Linked DNA regions of Mus musculus: region 1 is linked to region 2. A link is a contact called in public promoter capture Hi-C data. All regions are on one chromosome and are shown on one strand. The core of a region is the stretch at or near the end of the contact, and the rest is flanking DNA. Distances in the headings are between cores, read along the strand shown. Region 1 has its middle 8.0 kb from the start of Gm23507. Region 2 overlaps Msi2 (musashi RNA-binding protein 2).

Region 1 (4,445 bases), core at 1,619-4,118, 540 kb after region 2:
GCCTTTCTAGCCTCTAGGAGCACCCGCTGCTTTTCTTCTCCGGTCAGCAGGGTCCCCAGCAACTGCTGACAGTCGTCCCAGGTGGGCTGGTGGGTGATGAGGACGGACTCAATCAAGGCCGTCAATTTACCTGGATCTTCAGAAAAGGAAGGGTTATTATTTTTCCAATTGTATAAATCCGAAGAGGAAAACGGCCAATACTGAAGCTGGCCATCTCCCCCCATGCGGAGTGGAAATGCCTGGGAGGTGGTGGAGTCCACTGCGGGAGGGTCTCTCCTTCCCCGCAGTCGAGACACCATGGGAGAAGGGGGGGAAACCTCGGAGGTGGCCGCCTCTTCTTCGTCGTTCTCCCTGGCAGAGGAGGAGGGTTGTGCTCTGTACGGCGGGGGGTCCTCTGTGAGAAGGTCAATGAGGGGTCCGCCGCTATCAGGGAGAACCTGGGGCTTAGGAGGTTTGGACTTTATAGAGGGGGTAAGGGCAGGGTAAAGGGCAGATCGGGACGGAGGTTGCGCAGAAGGATCGGGCGGGAGGACGGGAGCTGTCGGTGAAGGAGGGGGTTTTGGAGAGACAAACGGTTTGACCCACGGAGGGGGGTCATAGGCAAGTGCCTCCCAGGTGACGATATATGGGACCTGATCCGGGTGTCCGTGGGGACCAGGACAAAACACTCTAGACTTGACCTGAGAGATAATACCTAAATTAAAAGTACCATCCTGAGGCCATCCCACATTGAAAGTTGGCCATTCGGCGGAACAGAAGGTAACCCAGCGCCTCTTCCTGACATCCACAGACTGATTGGATGCAATGCGCTGGACATCTCCCCAGTGCTGCAAGGTTAGACTCAGAGGGGTAGTTACGGTCTGTCCCATGATCTCGAAAACACTTAAAGACAGAAGAAGACTAACGAAGAACAAAAGAACAACAAACAAATCAGGCGCGCGGCGCGGCTTCGGCGTAAAACCGAAAGCAAAAATTCAGACGGGGGCGGGAAGTGTCTCTGTCTCTCGTCCCCCAACAAAGCCACGTACAGTGGCGGAGCTCCAAAAAGTCCGACTCGGGTAGGTTAACTGATACAGAATGGGCCACAAAACGGGCCCCCGAGGCCGCTGGGACGTCTCCCAGGGCTGCGGCCGGGAATACGAACTCGTCAGTTCTTCCGCGGAACCGCCAGATACAGATCTAGTTAGCTAACTAGTACAGACGCAGGCGCAAACATTGGATGCCGGCACAAACACGCACGAAGACAGAGACAGACACGGAACGACCGCTGGCCAGCTTACCTCCCGGCGGGGGGTCGGTGGTCCCTGGGCAGGGGTCTCCAAATCTCGGTGGGACCTCCAAATGAAAGACCCCCGACGTGGGAAGTCAATCAATTTGAGGAGACCCTCTCAAGGACCAGCGAGACCACGATTCGGATGCAAGCAGCAAGAGGCTTTATTGGGAATACGGGTACCCGGGCGACTCAGTCTATCGGAGGACTGGCGCGCCGAGTGTGGAGTTTTTACCCTTTTTATAGGGCTGGGGCTGGGGAGCAAAAAGCGCGGTTACAGAAGCGAGAAGCGAGCTGGTTGGTTAGTTCGAATAAGGCTTGGGGTATTTCCCGGTCATTTGGGGAAACTGAGGTGGGACTTTTTAGTTCTAAACAATGTCTATTCTCAAGAAATGGGTATGGGAGGGGTACGAGGAAAGGGTCTAATGAAGGTTCAACAATGGGCACACACCTGGTCAGAACGTTGACAGACACACAGGTTCAAGGAGTGGCCAGAGCACTGTGCACCTCTATTTTTCTAAATCAGTGAAGCTAGTTCTGCTAACACTGACGTCTGAGAGCCATCTGTTCTTGGCCCTGAGCCGGGGCCCAGGTGCTTGACCACCGATATTTGGCCCCTGTCCCAGTATTATTCAGCCTTAATCTTTAACTGTTAATCTTTTACTGAACTTTCTTGTAGCTTTTGAGAACTCAGCTCTGGTACTTTTTCATGCCTTGCAAAATGGCGTTACTGCAGCTAGCTTGCTAAGCCTTATGATGGGGTCTTTCACTCCTGCCTCAGCTTCCCAAGAGCTGGGATTAGAGATTTGTGCCTCCATATCCTGAGACAAGAGATTTAAGGGGCTTCACCACCCACATGCATACATATAGGTATCACAGATAGATACCGTTGGGATGATAGGGTTATTATTGATTTGACTGATGGCTTACTAATTTGATGGTGTTGTTCGTGATACAATGTATAGGTGATAAATAAATAAATAAATAAATAAATAAATAAATAAATAAATAAATAAAACTGTTGGTAGCCAGGCATGGTGATTCACCCCTGTAATTCAGCACTTGGGAGGCAGTTCAGCTACACATTGTGTTTGAAGCTAGCCTGGACTACATGTCTGAACACCCACCTCCCCAATTGTGTCTGCACTGAATATATGCTGGTTTCATGTGTCAATTAAGCCTTTTATTACATTTTATTCATTATGTTGTTTGTGCGGAAGTCAGAGGACAATTTGTGGGGGGTGGTTTTATCTTTCCATTGTGTGGGTCCCAGGGATCAAACTTAGGTCTTCAGGCTTGGCAACGTTCCTTTATCTGCTGAGCCTCTGAGCCACATCCCCCTTTTCCACTTTTCTCTTACCAAAATTGATTGCTTCGAGCTCAAGAAACTAAATGGGTAAAGAGTTTGGGGTGATGGTCTCGGTTCTTCGCAATTAACTCACACACTGCCTCTTCCCCAGGGTCCTTTGCTGCTCCGTAGCCTCTCCGGAGTTGTTTGTCCTCAAATCCAGACAAAAACCTTTCACTTTCAAGCCCCAGAAGGGCCAGGAACTGGGTGTGTCTTCCTAGACACCTGACAGGAAGCAGGTTCCCGGGAATTTAGCACAAACCCCTTGCCAGTCTGTGGAGCTGGGAGGGCGGCGAGGTTTCCAGGAGCTCAGATTTCAGCCCTGTGCTGGCAATTTCCAAGCTTGAGTCAGTGTTCATTTCCCTCTCACTCCCATCCTTGAATACAAGTCCCGAGGGCTTCTCTGTACACACATTTAGACCTCCAGGCTCCTGCAGACCCATAAAACACAGGCAGCAGATACGGGAATTCAGAAACTATATTGCAAACGCGGAAATAGCTAGATGTCAGTCATTTCAGCGAAGGGAAGTAAGTGCTAGATTTGGGGGGTTTGTTTTTGTTGTAAAACAGGTATTTTGCCTAGGCTGTACCAAGTTCCTCCTGTGGCGGCTGAGGATGGCCTTGAACTTCAGACACCCTATTTTCATCTCCTGTGAGCTGGCATTAAAGGCTTGTGGCACCGTGCTGATAAATGCAGTTCTGAGGGTGGACGTGGGGAACAATTACTCCCTTAACTGAGCTACACCTCCAGCGCCTGCTTTCTGTTTGTTGTTGTTGTTTTAGTTTATTTTTTTCAGACAGAGTCTCATTCAGTCACACTGCCTTTGTATTCACTGTGTAGCCAATTACCAGCCTTGAATTTGCAATCCTCCTCTTTGAATCTTTATTACACTTGTTATATTGTGAGAATCAAAATCATATGACAGTTTCTCGGCAGTATGAATTTAAATTTCTCCCTCCCCTTTCCTTTTGCTACCTGCTCTCTCCTCTCCGCACCCTTTTCTTTGAAACAGGATGGAAGCAGCCTGGCTGGCTTTCGCAATCCAATCCTTCTGCCTCAGCCTCCCGAGAGCTGAGACCACAAGAATATCCCAAGACACCTGCCTTTCATTTTGTTTTCATTACAAAATATTCAAAACCTAAAATTTACTATTTTAGCCATTTTGGGGTTTATTGTTGTTGTTGTTGTTTTATTTTGTTTCTTGTTTTTGTTTTTATTTTATTTTGAAACAGGGACACTGTGTAACCCTAGCTTGCCTGGAACTCTTTATGCAGACCAGGCTGGCCTGAGACTCACAAAGATTAAAGACTGGTATATACTACCATACCCAGCCATCTTAACCATATATAAGCTCATAGTTCAGTGATATTCAATACACTCATGAAATTATGGTAGCATCACCAGTAGCTATTTTTTCCATCATATAAAACGGAAACTTTATAGCCGTCATTCTGCCATAAAATCCATCCCCCCTCGCCCAGACCCTGCCAGCTATCTATCATTCTAGTTTCTTTCATTTTTGAAGACCTATTTGTTTGTTTTCTTACTTATTTCTGTTTATGTGTCTGTTTGAGTGTTTGTGTTCATGTAGGGGCCAGAAAAGGGTATCAGGTTTTCCTCTACCAATCCTCATCTATTCTTTTGAGCAAGGTCTCTTCCTAGACCTGGGGCTTGGGTTTTCTCAGCTAGGCTAAGAAGCCAGTCAGTAAACCCCAGTGGTGTGTCCTGTCCTCACCCACCTTGGAGCTGGCATTACAGGCACGAGCTGGACTTGTGGCTTGTTACTTAAGTGTTGGGATTCACATGCCAGTCTTTGCAACTGTGTA
Region 2 (3,894 bases), core at 952-3,451:
CACTTGAGTAGTCCGTCTTTAATGATTGTAAAGACGCAGGAGTTTAATCCATTTTTGATGTAAGCACTAATAGCTCTGTGTCCTTGAAGTTCAAAGCGGGCGCATACATGTCACTAATTAACCAAGCGCGGAGCCATTCAGCTCCCTCTCATGTTCCTAATTAGGTCTTTAATAACAAACAAACTCCGACCTTAGCAAGAGGCTTCCATTTGTCAGCCAGTCTAGGCGTATGGCTGCTTCCCTGTTTACAGTTGTCTAAACTTTTTGCTCCTCATCTCAGCCTGGACTCAAGGGAGATGGGAGAGTCACACCACAGAGACAAGGACCCCTTAAGGTCGTCCTTGAAGGTGGTCTTGTTGGCCCTGGTAGGCAGAAGAGCCCTAAGCCCATAGGGACTCTAAACCTAGGCTGGTGACTTCCCCTGCTTCCCTTTGGAGGATGCTGGGTGCCTGCCATGGTCAGGGATGGTATAAAGTTGCACAACTAACCAGGACGTGAGGCTATGGCTATACACTGACTTTGCCCAGGCTCTGATTTGATGGGTTTGAAATATGGCCTGGCAGTGAGGGAAGTTGAAAAAACACCCGGGAGATTCCAGCACGCAGCATAGTTGTAACAAACTGTAAGGCTGGCTCACTTGCTCACTAGCAGCGATGAGCAGGTCTTCTGTTATTGAATTTGTGTGTCCTGTATGTGTGTGTTTGTGTGGGGGGTGTACATGTCAAGTGTCTTTATTGCTCTCCACCTTATTTGTGACAGGGTCTCTCGATGAACTTGGAACTCATCCATTTGGTTAAGCAGGCTGACCAATCAGCTCCAGGGATCCACCTGTCTCCACCTCCTAAGTGCTGGGATTACGGATGCAGCTGAGCATTGCTGTTATGTGAGCACCGGGAATCAGAACTCAAGTCCACCTGCTTGCAACAGCACGCCCTTTACCAACTGAGCCGTCTCCCCTAGCCCCAGGTCTTCTGCTATTGATGAGTCCTGTTCACAAAGACAGAACCACAGAAGCCTGAAAGGTCCCACCAAGCACACTTAAGGCTGGAAATCTGATATACTGAAAATGTGATTCTTACTGTAAACAGAGCCCTGCCACACCGCCATGCACCCTGCACTTGATGGCTGACTGTTTTCAAGGGCACACCCCACACCTCCACGGGATTTCCTGCCACTGGGATGCTCTTGGCTTTCTCCGCACGATGTCCTTAAGCCACTGTCATTTCCACTGCTTATGTCTCCTAGGACGAAGGATCAGGAGCTTTGGACGGCGCAGCAATACAGAGCTGCCGGGCTGATGGGACCTACTGGGGACTGTAAGTCTGAAATCCTCATTTAGTAGAGGTGGATGCCGGCCAGGAACCATGCCCCGCCCATCCTCCCTCGGGTTTATCTTCTAAGCTATTTCTCACTCTCAAGGCCATCTCCTCCTCTAGGAGGTGGGAGCACCTCTTGGTGGTTTCAATATCCTCTTAGCTATTTGAACCTTGAAGGTCAAGACCTAAGGGATGGAGGTCATGAACTCGACGAGACCCCTAGCCTGTCATGGTGAAGACCCCTAGCCTGTCATGGTGAGTTTATTCCCCAAGACAGGCAAACAGAAAAAGAGGCTGGCAGAGGAAGACCCTGAAATCTCAGTGGAAGGTTTAAAGGGTGTTTTTCTGGATTAAAGAAGACAATGTGAGGTCAAAGAGAGCATAAAGAGACAAGGAGTTTCTTCCATGTCATGTGGTTTCTGCTGTGTTTCTGGTCTGTTCTCTGGTGGGGGAGGGGTGGATTAGTTTTCTGCCTGACTCTCCAGGGTACCCACCGTTCTGTGTGTATCTATCTGTAAGGCTGAACTTTCCAAGACCCAGGAAGCCCACCCTCTCCAAGACATAGCCAGAAATAGCTTCCAGAAAGAGAGGGAAGCTGGCAGCGAAGCAGGGCTGGCCTGCTTTCTTCACACACCGGTCTCTACCTCAGACACCCGGGCGCAAGTGTGGGATTCACTATTTGCCATGGACCTGGACAGACCACTTTATTAATATTAATAAGTAGCCTGGAACAAAGGGCCCATTTATTTTTAGCCTTCTTTAATTGTGTAGTAATTACTCATCTACAAAACAAATGAGCCCCTGTTTGCAGTTGCTATGGTACCTGGTGCCCAAGCCTCCCTGAAAGAAGATTGGGTAAGGAGCCGGCTGCGCCTGTGGCCACACCCCCTTCTCCACCATTGGCCCACAGCCCAGCCCAGCAACTGAGCAGCCAATGGCCTCCTTGCTCTAGGGCTGGGCAGTGTTTCCTAACCACTTTCCAGATGCTGTTTGTGCAAGGCAAAGAAAGGGATGCTGACTCCCCCCTGCTTAGAGAAGTCTGCCTACCCAGAGATCCCTCCCTTATCTATCACCTCGGACAGTGACTAACTTCCTTCAGCTGTATTTTAACTAAGAGTTCCCTTCAAAGAATTCCCTTCAACCTGGCTTCGTCTTGATGGACCACACCTCTTCTGGATCTCCTTTGTCTGACACTGGTCCGAATGGATGCAGGGATCAAATCAAAATGTCAGCCAAAGATCAGCCAGGCAGAACCATGCTGCGGAGTCCCAACAACAGAAGCAGGTGCAAAAATGCACAGCGTGCCTCTCGAGACCACTTGTAAATGATTTTGGGTTATCGCCTCCCCTAAGGATAGGAAGAATTGAGTGGGAACAGCTGCACCTTTCTGTCGAGTGTTTAAAAGTTGCAGTCTGGCTCAACCACCGCGGGAGAGAGACTGGCACAACAGAGCATGTGTGGATAGTGGCTCAGAACACAGGCTGATGGGACAGGCTCAAATCCTGTCACTGCCACCTCAGATAAGCTACTATCTCTTCCCCGAGCCACAGTTTGTAATCTCTAAAATGGGAAGGGGACTGATGGCACCCATTTATGGCTTCCGAATTAAGTAGGGGTATGGCGTGTGGGCTTGGCGCACACAGCACTTGACTCACATAATGTGAGCAACTACTGATGAATTGTTATTATTGTATTAATAAAGTAGGGGAATGTTTCTAATACTCTCCTGTTACTCTTTAAGGAAACTTCCAGCAGATGTATATTTTGAGACGTTCCGGTCACTAGGTGTGGCTGTCTTTCTACTAGTCCGAGCCAGACAAGGGCAATGAGAGATGGACCAGCAGAAAGGACGAGGGCAGAGGCTGCCGTGAGGGCAACGGAGTGAGAACTGACATCCTGAGGGTGGGAGTGGATGATAACTTATCACTGAAGGTAAAATGGAGACTTGTGTCTGCTCTGGGGCCCTGCCCAGGTCATCTCTCTTAGGTGGCTCTGTCTTTCTCAGTTTACTGCTATGAAGAATTTGAACCAGTCCCCAGCCCCACAATATACATAGTGACCCTGGCTGGCTTCTAGGTAGCCCAGTCTCTTTAAGTCTATATTGCACTCCCTAGTAGCCAGTCTTCTGTTCCCAATCTCTGAAGGCAGGGGCAGGTCTCTCCTCACGTACTGAGCTTGGCTGCCGAGCTCTCCGTCACCTACAGCCTGATCGGAAACTTGACTGTGTGACTGAGTCTCCACAGAATCCTTCCGTACCCTAGCCCAGCCTCCGTCGCCATGGTTGAGGAGAGTATGAGACCTCTTATGTAGGTATTTACTGATGTGCACTCAGAGGCCACAATGTCTAAGAATTACCAGCTCCTTCATGCTACCCTGAATAATGCTGCCAAGGTATGTCAATCACGCACCTCTGGTTTCTCTTCCTGCTTTGGGGTTTCCCTACTTGTTGCCAGGTGAATCCAGGCTTCATGGCTGGGTACCAGGGGCTCTCTCTACACTAGTCTTTTCAGCTCTCTAACATCACCGGATGCTCATTCCACCCCGACTGTATTGAAATCTCCAGCCACAGTTAACTGTT

The links. Promoter capture Hi-C pulls out the DNA fragments that hold promoters and counts their contacts.
Region 1: a contact with region 2 is called in a promoter capture Hi-C map of the C10 cell line. The contact joins two enhancer-like sites. A contact is called at or near these places in 3 of 39 promoter capture datasets (the C10 cell line, cranial neural crest and pre-B cells).

What each region holds. Positions count from the first base shown.
Region 1 is chr11:88,894,928-88,899,372 of GRCm38.p6, forward strand. No RefSeq gene overlaps it. Among named protein-coding and RNA genes, the nearest start is that of Gm23507, 8.0 kb to the right of the region's middle. Within about 2 kb of position 2,869, at least 40 of the 459 cell types and tissues checked have an H3K27ac peak or open chromatin away from gene starts, as enhancers often do.
Region 2 is chr11:88,354,875-88,358,768 of GRCm38.p6, forward strand. The region is part of intron 11 of Msi2 (musashi RNA-binding protein 2); the gene reads right to left. Among named protein-coding and RNA genes, the nearest start is that of Mir378b, 4.0 kb to the left of the region's middle. Within about 2 kb of position 2,202, at least 120 of the 459 cell types and tissues checked have an H3K27ac peak or open chromatin away from gene starts, as enhancers often do.